Linked DNA regions of Mus musculus: region 1 is linked to region 2. The links are chromatin contacts, called in public Hi-C maps. All regions are on one chromosome and are shown on one strand. Each heading gives the region's core, a stretch centred on a gene start, on an enhancer-like site or on the middle of the called end of the contact. The rest is flanking DNA. Distances are from core to core; before and after follow the strand shown. Region 1 holds the start of Wdr54 (WD repeat domain 54). Region 2 overlaps M1ap (meiosis 1 associated protein).

Region 1 (3,651 bases), core at 183-2,682, 190 kb before region 2:
TGAAGCAGCTGTCATGTGTTCAAGGCCAGACTGGGCCATGAAGTGAGACCATGAAGGAAGATGGTTCCTTCCAAAATCTACCTCCAAATATAAGTTTTTATCTATCTACCTAATTGTTTCCTATTTTATATTCTCCAATATTCATTCTCTCAGGCAATCCGGTGTCTTCTGTTCTCTACATTCTCAGTTCCTGGCCTTGAATTCCCAGAAACCAAGCGGCTGCCTAGTTCTCCATCTAAAGCTTTGCTTCCTTAAGCCCAAAGCCAACGCAAAACCAAAGAACCGATCCCTTAGGCCTCCCCCCACAGCTAGGACAGAGATGTGGCGTGCACTTAACACAAGAGAACAGAGATATTTTTTACTCTTTCATTTTCTCGAGGTCCTACCAATCTGTTTTATTTTTTAAAATGCCTTGACTTTGGGAGTAAGAGAGTTGACCCCACATTGACCGCTCTTGCAGAGGGCCTGGGTTTGATTCTTAGCACCCATGTGATGGCTCCAAACTGTAACTCCAGTTCCAGGAGATCTGATCCTCTCTCCTGGCCTCTGCAGGCATCAGACATGAACACAGTACACAAACACACATGCAGACAAAACACCCATATACATAAAATTTTTTTTTGACTTAAAGGTAATTGGTTTTTGACCAGTGAGATGGGAGAGTGTTGGTATGGGAAGAAGCTATGAGTTCAAAGGCAACCCGGTCTATATTGTGAGTTCTAGACCAGCCAGGGCTACACATTGAGACCTTGTCTCAAAATAAAAGGCAAGCCATGGTTGCGCATGTGATTCCTTTAATCACAGCACTCTGGAGGCAGAGTTGAGTTGGAGGCCAATATGGTCTATATAATCAGACTGTCTCGATTTAAAAAAAAAAAAAGTAATAATGATAATAAAGTAAGTTTTAAGGTCACCCTCACAGTTGTTTGATCCATTTCGTAGTCCTGAAATTGTCAAGATAGTGATTCATCCATCAGACCCTCTTCCTAGTGCCTCTGGTTTACCCACCAACACGGGTTCCTGGTCAGAAAGGAATTACTATTTGCACTAGTGGTTCAGCTGTTTCCGAATTCGCTTGCCCTTGGCCTGGTCCAGCCGTTGACCCTTTCCCTCAGGGACCGAGGTACAGGCATGCCCATCTCGAACCTAGAGCTAGTCCACTGCCTCGATACCGGCCAACCCCAGTTCTTGCGCACTCCCTAAGTCTAGCTGAAACTCACCGAGCCTTCGTGACTCATTTTCGTGACAGTCACTCCAAGGCGGTGTTTCAGCTGCCTTCAGGACCCTCCATCGTTGTAGCTGCAGTGGCCGCGACCCAACGGTCTCCTCGGCAACCAGGCCCCGCTGAGGGTCCCTGGCGTGGTCCACGGTTGCTTGGTAACCGCGTAGCTGCGCGCCGCAAGTTCCAGCCACAGGCCACGCCCAGAGGCCGTGCGTCGGTGCGTCGTCTCTATGGTGGCGGCGGATTTGGAGGGACCTTAGGATCGCGGCGTCAGGCAAGGCACACTTGAGGGTGGTGGGGGTGGGTTGCAGGTGTGACCTCTAACCTTGGCGTGGGCCTTCAGGTAGCTAAGCTGTGGGAAGAAGAGCTGGAGACCACATTCTGCATTTTAGCTGAGACGTTCCGTACTAGCAGGTATTTACATCATCATTCTTATTGCGGGATTCCCTGGTGGCTGCAACACTCAACCCTGGGGCTCTCTCCAGCTCCGTGGGATCCTCTCCTCCTTGTGACTACTATCCATCACTTTCCTCGGGGATCCTATCAATCAAGGGTCTCTCTCAGTGTCTCCTGGTTGCATCTCATTGTCCTTCTCCCCTGTCCCAGTGTCCCCAGTGGCCTTCTCCCTATTTGTCGTGCCGTGACTCTAGGACTCTCTCTCTCTCTCTCTCTCTCTCTCTCTCTCTCTCTCTCTCTCTCTCTCTCTCTCTCTCTCAGAATGTTCCGCCGCGAGCGCTCCATCCCACTTCGTAGCTCTGCCGCCGCCCTGTCTAACAACCTCAGTGTACTGCAGCTGCCAGCCCGTGATCTCACGCATTTTGGGGTGGTTCATGGACCGAGCGCCCAGCTTCTCAGTGCTGCCCCTGAGGGTGTGCCCTTGGCCCAGCGCCAGCTCCACGTTAAAGAGGGTGCTGGAGTGAGTCCCCCACTTATCACTCAGGTAAGGCAAGGAGTGAAAGAGGTGTTGCTTAAATCAGTGCGATCCTTGTTCTTGAATACCTATCCTCTTGACGCCTTATGTCCTCTTCTATGATGCGCGTCTCTCCAGGTTCACTGGTGTGTCCTCCCCTTCAGAGTACTGCTGGTCCTCACCTCGCATCGAGGGATACAGGTGAGAATAGAACCCTCCTGCCCTTTCTCCAGCGCCACCCCCACCCAATAACACTTTTAGATGTCACATGCGCAGCCCACTCTGCCTCTATTTTTCGTCTTCTTTTGTTCCATTTTCTTCACTCTTCAATTCTGCATCAGCAGTTTGCTTCTGTTATTAACTCTGTGACCCTTGGGCACGGGTAGCCTCAGTGTCCTCCTCTGAAAACTATGGATAAGAATAGTGCCTGCCTCCCAGAACAGAGTTTGAGGATTCCAATGGACTTACCTGGCTGGGTGAAGTGCCCAGAACTCAACAAGGGTCATCTGGATCTTGCTCTCATCCTTGCCCCCATCTTCCAGATGTATGAGTCTGATGGCTCCGTCATGGTTTATTGGCACGCCTTGGACTCAGGCGATGCTTCTTCAGGTACCTTCAGGACCATGTGGAGCAGGGGTGGAGGCTGGGAGAATTCGCTGGGGCTGGGGGAAGTGCTGTTTCTGAGAGCTGCTTTTGTATTCAGTACAGGCTATGTTTGCCCGAGGAATTGCTGCCAGCGTCCACTTCATCTGTGTGGGTGAGCAGACTAGAGACAGGGCTAGGGCCTGTATGTGAAGTACATGATTGTGGGGTCTCAGCCAAGAGGATGCTGAGGGGTTGACGAACTTAGGAAGAGTTAGAGGGAAGCTGGGAAGGAAGGGTATCAGAGACTCTGAAAAACATTTAGAGAGGGATAGTGAATGGAAAGTCAGGCCTGTGGGAGTACTGAGTTTATTACTAAGACTTCTGGGATAGAGGGGGTGCTGGCTGTGGTGACTGGAGACCCAGAGGACTCAGGAAGCCATCAGTGGGACACTGGTTCTGGCTGCAGGAACGTGTTCCGGTCGAGTACTGGTCTTTGATATCCCCGCTAAGGGTCCCAACATTGTACTCAGCGAGGAACTGGCTGGGCACCAGACACCAATCACAGATATTGCCACTGAGCGTGCCCAGGGGCAGGTGAGTTCACTTCCTCCAGCGGTTCTAGTAGCCTGGGAGACTCCTTCACCCTTGGGAGGCCCAGGCGTGGGTATTAGCAATGCTAATAAGCAGAAGTGTGGCTTTGGGTTCATTTGTACGTTCTTAGAAGCAGCAACCTCAGGTCTGGAGAAAAACATACTTTCCACTAAGTGGTGTTTTATACAAATCCCTAACTCTTCTGACGCTGGTGTGAATCCAGAAGTTGGAATCTACCATCTCCCAGACGCTGCCAACCTTGTAGCTTCCTTCCTTTCCTGGACTTGAGCTAGTGCCCCTATTCTGACCCAGTTCAAGGCCAGTCTTTCCAGAAAGCTGTCTC
Region 2 (3,716 bases), core at 561-3,060:
CTTTCTTTCTTTCTTTTTTTTTTTTTGAGACAGGGCTTCTCTGCGTAGCTCTGGCTATCCTGGAACTCACTTTGTAGACCAAGATGGCCTCAAACTCAGATATCTGCCTGCTTCTGCCTCCTGAGTGCTGGGATTAAAGGTGTGCACCACTACCACCTGGCTATAGATACACATTTCTAACCGATATTATTGTCCTTCTTCTCACCCTTCTCAAGTATGATTTCATACAAATTGTAGCTTGATGAATTATTTCCTCTTAATACTAGATATTTCATTTTATCATCTTTTTATTTTGAATGATTTTGAAGAAGCTGAATCTAACCCTTGCTCCTCCCTTTCATTCCTGTTAGTCCTCTTCATTTCATGAGTCAGTTTTGTTCTTACTTTATTACTTTATGTCATGTATGCATATGATTTTATATATCTGTATAAAGTCCAAGACCCACAAATGAGAAAATGTGACTTTTGTCCTTCTGGATCTGACTTAATTCACTTAGATAATCTTGTGATGCATTCATTTTCCTAAAAATGATGCAATAAGAGGTTATCTTGTCTATGGTTGAACAAAGTTCCACTGTGAACATATATCACCTTGTCATGCATCCTTCTGTTGAGAGACATCTAGACTGACTCCATAATTTAGCTACTGTGGATAATGATGCAATAAGAGTTGGTGTGGACCATCTCCGTGGTCTGTTGCTTATTTGGATGCTCCTTGACTTCACTTAGAAGTATATTAGGAGCTTCTTCCATTTATTACACATTCCTCTGATTATTCTTTTAACTTTTTTTTGTGTGTGCGATTTCCTCTAATTCTCTTTCACTGAATCCCTCACTGGAGAACTGGCATTTTCCAGAGGAGTCCCATTGCCTTGATTTCTTCATGTCTCTTGTATTTCTTCATTGTTACTTGTGCATTTAGGGTTAACCCATTGGTTGGATTTAAAAGGTCAGCTGCATTTTTCCAGTTGAGGTGTTGAAGCTGAGTTGTCATTCCCTCCCACGGTGAGGGGTGTGGTTCAGTAGCTGAATCCCCAGTCCTTGTGCCAGGGTGTCGGGCACCATCCACTACACCACTCCAAGAGTAGACTATGAACTGTAGAAGCCACCACACTATGTAAATATCATAGTATTTAAAAACAGTCATCTAACTTTAATAACTATCAGGATACAAAGAAACAAGGACAGTGCAGTGCGCACCAAGCTACTAGTTACTAAGGCTAGGAAACAGGCCTAGGAAGGACAGGGATCAAGGTTAGAGCAACTGAGAAAACACATGGGAGGATGAAGCTGGGATATTAGAAGGATCAACAGTTTAAAGAAGCCACAGAAAATTATATCTAAGAGGTAAAGGGAGAAGGCATGGGAAAAAGAGAGGAGGGAATGAGAGAGAGTCCACAATAGGACGAGTGTGGGAACACAGAATAATCATGAAACCTAATCAGGCAATATAAAAAAAACTATTAAGAGATACTTATATAACCCAAAGATCTTTAAAAAAAAATCACATGGTGCTTGCCCAACACGTGCAAACTTCTGAGTTCAATGACCCTCCACATGAATTATGTAATATGTCCCATGTATCATATGCATTTTATATAACATTAGTCAGCATTTCTTCCTTAACAGGATACTACTGAGTTCCTCCTTTCCCTGTGATAGCTTCTGTAGCAAACTGACAGGATTTGAGGGCTAGAGGTCCAGTTCAAACCCGTAAAACCAGATTCCCGGGGTGGGCATGCCTTGTGAATAGTGGAGTACACACGTATAACCGTTTGGGTTGAGTTTTTCTTGGTGTCCAGTAGATGTCAGCACATCCTCATTTTCCAGCCCCAGCCCTCCACATGGACTAGAATTTGGGTAGTTCCCATCCATGCCTGTTTCATGTGTACTGGCTGATTAAATTTCCCAAGCTTGGTTTGTTACACATTCTTGTTACGAACAGTTGGATTTCTGATTTGTTTGTTTGTTTGTTTGTTTTGGAGATAGTCTGACAATTTAGATCTGGATGGCCTGTAACTCATTATGTAGATGAAGTTGGCCTGAACTCATGGAGATACTTTGTCCCCAGTGCTGGGAGCCTCAGCTTGGATTAAACTCTAAGGCTCTGATGTGGTTATGCCTGGGCTACTGTTTGCCATTTTAGCTCGAAATGGTTGTCCTCCCAGGCCTCAAGCTGCCTCTGCTTAGATCAGGTTGGTTTGTGGTGGCTCTGTGGATCTGCCACGACTGCCGTGAATTATAGGGATGTGTCACCGTGCCCTGTTCTCTGCTAGCTATCAATCCTTGTTCTCTAAATTCTACAGTCAAGTGCCAGGTATGTTGGTACATGATTATAATGCCAACACTTGGAAGGCAGAGGTAAGAAGATTTCCAAAAATATGAGCACAGCCTTGTCTACATTGTAGGTTCCAGGTCATCCAGGGCTACATAGTGTGACTTTGTCTCAAAAATAAATAACATACAAATACACACACACACACACACACACACACACACACAAACAAATAGATTCTACAGTCAGATAATTCTAGCATACCTGCCATGACTGGGTCTAATACCTATTCTAACTTCAAATGGTGTGTCTTGCCTTTTATTCCGCTTGTCATCTTCTGTGATAGACGGGTTCCACTGGGTCAAAGATGTTATTGTAATTGGCCTTTACAAATGTGGTATTTGTGTGAAAGGACACATTCTCTACTATTATTATTTTCTATTCAAATAATAAGAGTAATAAGTTTTTAAAATCTCGCGTAATCAAGTTTTTAAACATTTTTTAAGATTTATTTTTATGATTTTATGTGTGTGGGTGTTTCACCTGCGAGAGCATCTGGGCACCACATGTGTGACTGGTGTCTGAGAAGGTGATGAGCTTCTATATGGGTGCTGGGAATTGAACTTGGGTCCTTTGCTAGAACAGCAAGTGCTCTTACCCACTCAATCAACTCATCAGCCCCCAAAACAAGTTCGTAAAATAATATTGATATGTGATTATTTGTTCCTAGTCTTCAAGAGAAGCTGCTACTCAAATACAAACTCCACAGTGTTTCTCAGTGTGTTCTTCCCCTTGGGTTGGAGCATGGGCACTTGACTGGGCTGGAGTGGGTTAGAGCATGGGGACTCGATTGGGCTGGAGTTGATCATTCCTCTCTATGTGGAAGGCTGTAATTAGCTTGAGTTTGCTCTCTCTTGTCCTTCAGGTGAGTTAGGTCAGTTCAAACCCTAGGTTCTGTTTAACTAGTTTCTCCTGGCCACAGAACTTATGAAAAAGAACCGTTGAGTGTATTTCAGAATGCCTGTTCTCTCCTGCCCCACCCCCTTGCCATCCAGGTTTGAGTCATAAGGGAATTTCCTCTTAAGGGTCTGGTTGAACTCTTAGACTTGGAGCTCACAGAAGTGTGTGAGGCCTTAGGACGTCCCTTGGAGTTTTAAATGTTGAGACTTAGCTTTTAGCCGTTTACTAATGTTTGGGTTTTCCTACCCAAGCAGTGGTTGCCATGGAGGTTTTGCTTTAGTGTGCTGTGAGTCTGTCTGATTCTGGAGGCAGCTGTTTGCCCTGTGTTGTAACCTTGCCTCTCCTAGGCATCTAAAGGGAATTGTTGACTTTGCAAGTGTTTTCATAATTGTTGGGACAAAGTGGCAACTTCCACCTTCCTAGCGTGTGAAAATGGCAATGGGAAATTAACACAATTATTTTCCAACTCTTCTGTCTGCAG

What was found. Hi-C and Micro-C count contacts between places; a contact is called where the count stands out from the background.
Region 1: a Hi-C map of bone marrow-derived macrophages shows a contact between it and region 2, with 2.1 times the contacts expected there. The contact joins the promoter of Wdr54 here to the enhancer-like site in region 2. A contact is called at or near these places in 22 of 39 promoter capture datasets (the 3T3-L1 cell line, 3T3-L1-derived adipocytes, the C10 cell line and 15 more), 2 of 15 datasets of contacts at CTCF or cohesin (the NIH/3T3 cell line and large pre-B cells), 5 of 484 Hi-C or Micro-C datasets (the G1E-ER4 cell line, the HPC-5 cell line, bone marrow-derived macrophages and 2 more), 16 of 115 datasets of contacts at active chromatin or transcription factors (the 230-238 cell line, the NIH/3T3 cell line, bone marrow-derived macrophages and 8 more) and 4 of 9 other capture datasets (adipose tissue, liver, macrophages and 1 more).

Annotation. Positions count from the first base shown.
Region 1 is chr6:83,154,160-83,157,810 of GRCm38.p6, reverse strand. Wdr54 (WD repeat domain 54) reads left to right here and starts at 1,432. Exons shown (of 11, transcript NM_001362119.1): 1 at 1,432-1,496; 2 at 1,566-1,636; 3 at 1,940-2,162; 4 at 2,271-2,333; 5 at 2,675-2,741; 6 at 2,836-2,889; 7 at 3,184-3,311. The coding sequence starts at 1,941. 1700003E16Rik (RIKEN cDNA 1700003E16 gene) reads right to left here and starts at 1,407. Exons shown (of 4, transcript NM_027948.1): 1 at 1,221-1,407. The coding sequence starts at 1,238.
Region 2 is chr6:82,969,280-82,972,995 of GRCm38.p6, reverse strand. All of the region lies in intron 3 of M1ap (meiosis 1 associated protein), which reads right to left. Among named protein-coding and RNA genes, the nearest start is that of M1ap, 24 kb to the right of the region's middle. Within about 2 kb of position 1,810, at least 7 of the 459 cell types and tissues checked have an H3K27ac peak or open chromatin away from gene starts, as enhancers often do. A contact at or near this core is called in bone marrow-derived macrophages, where this site is marked.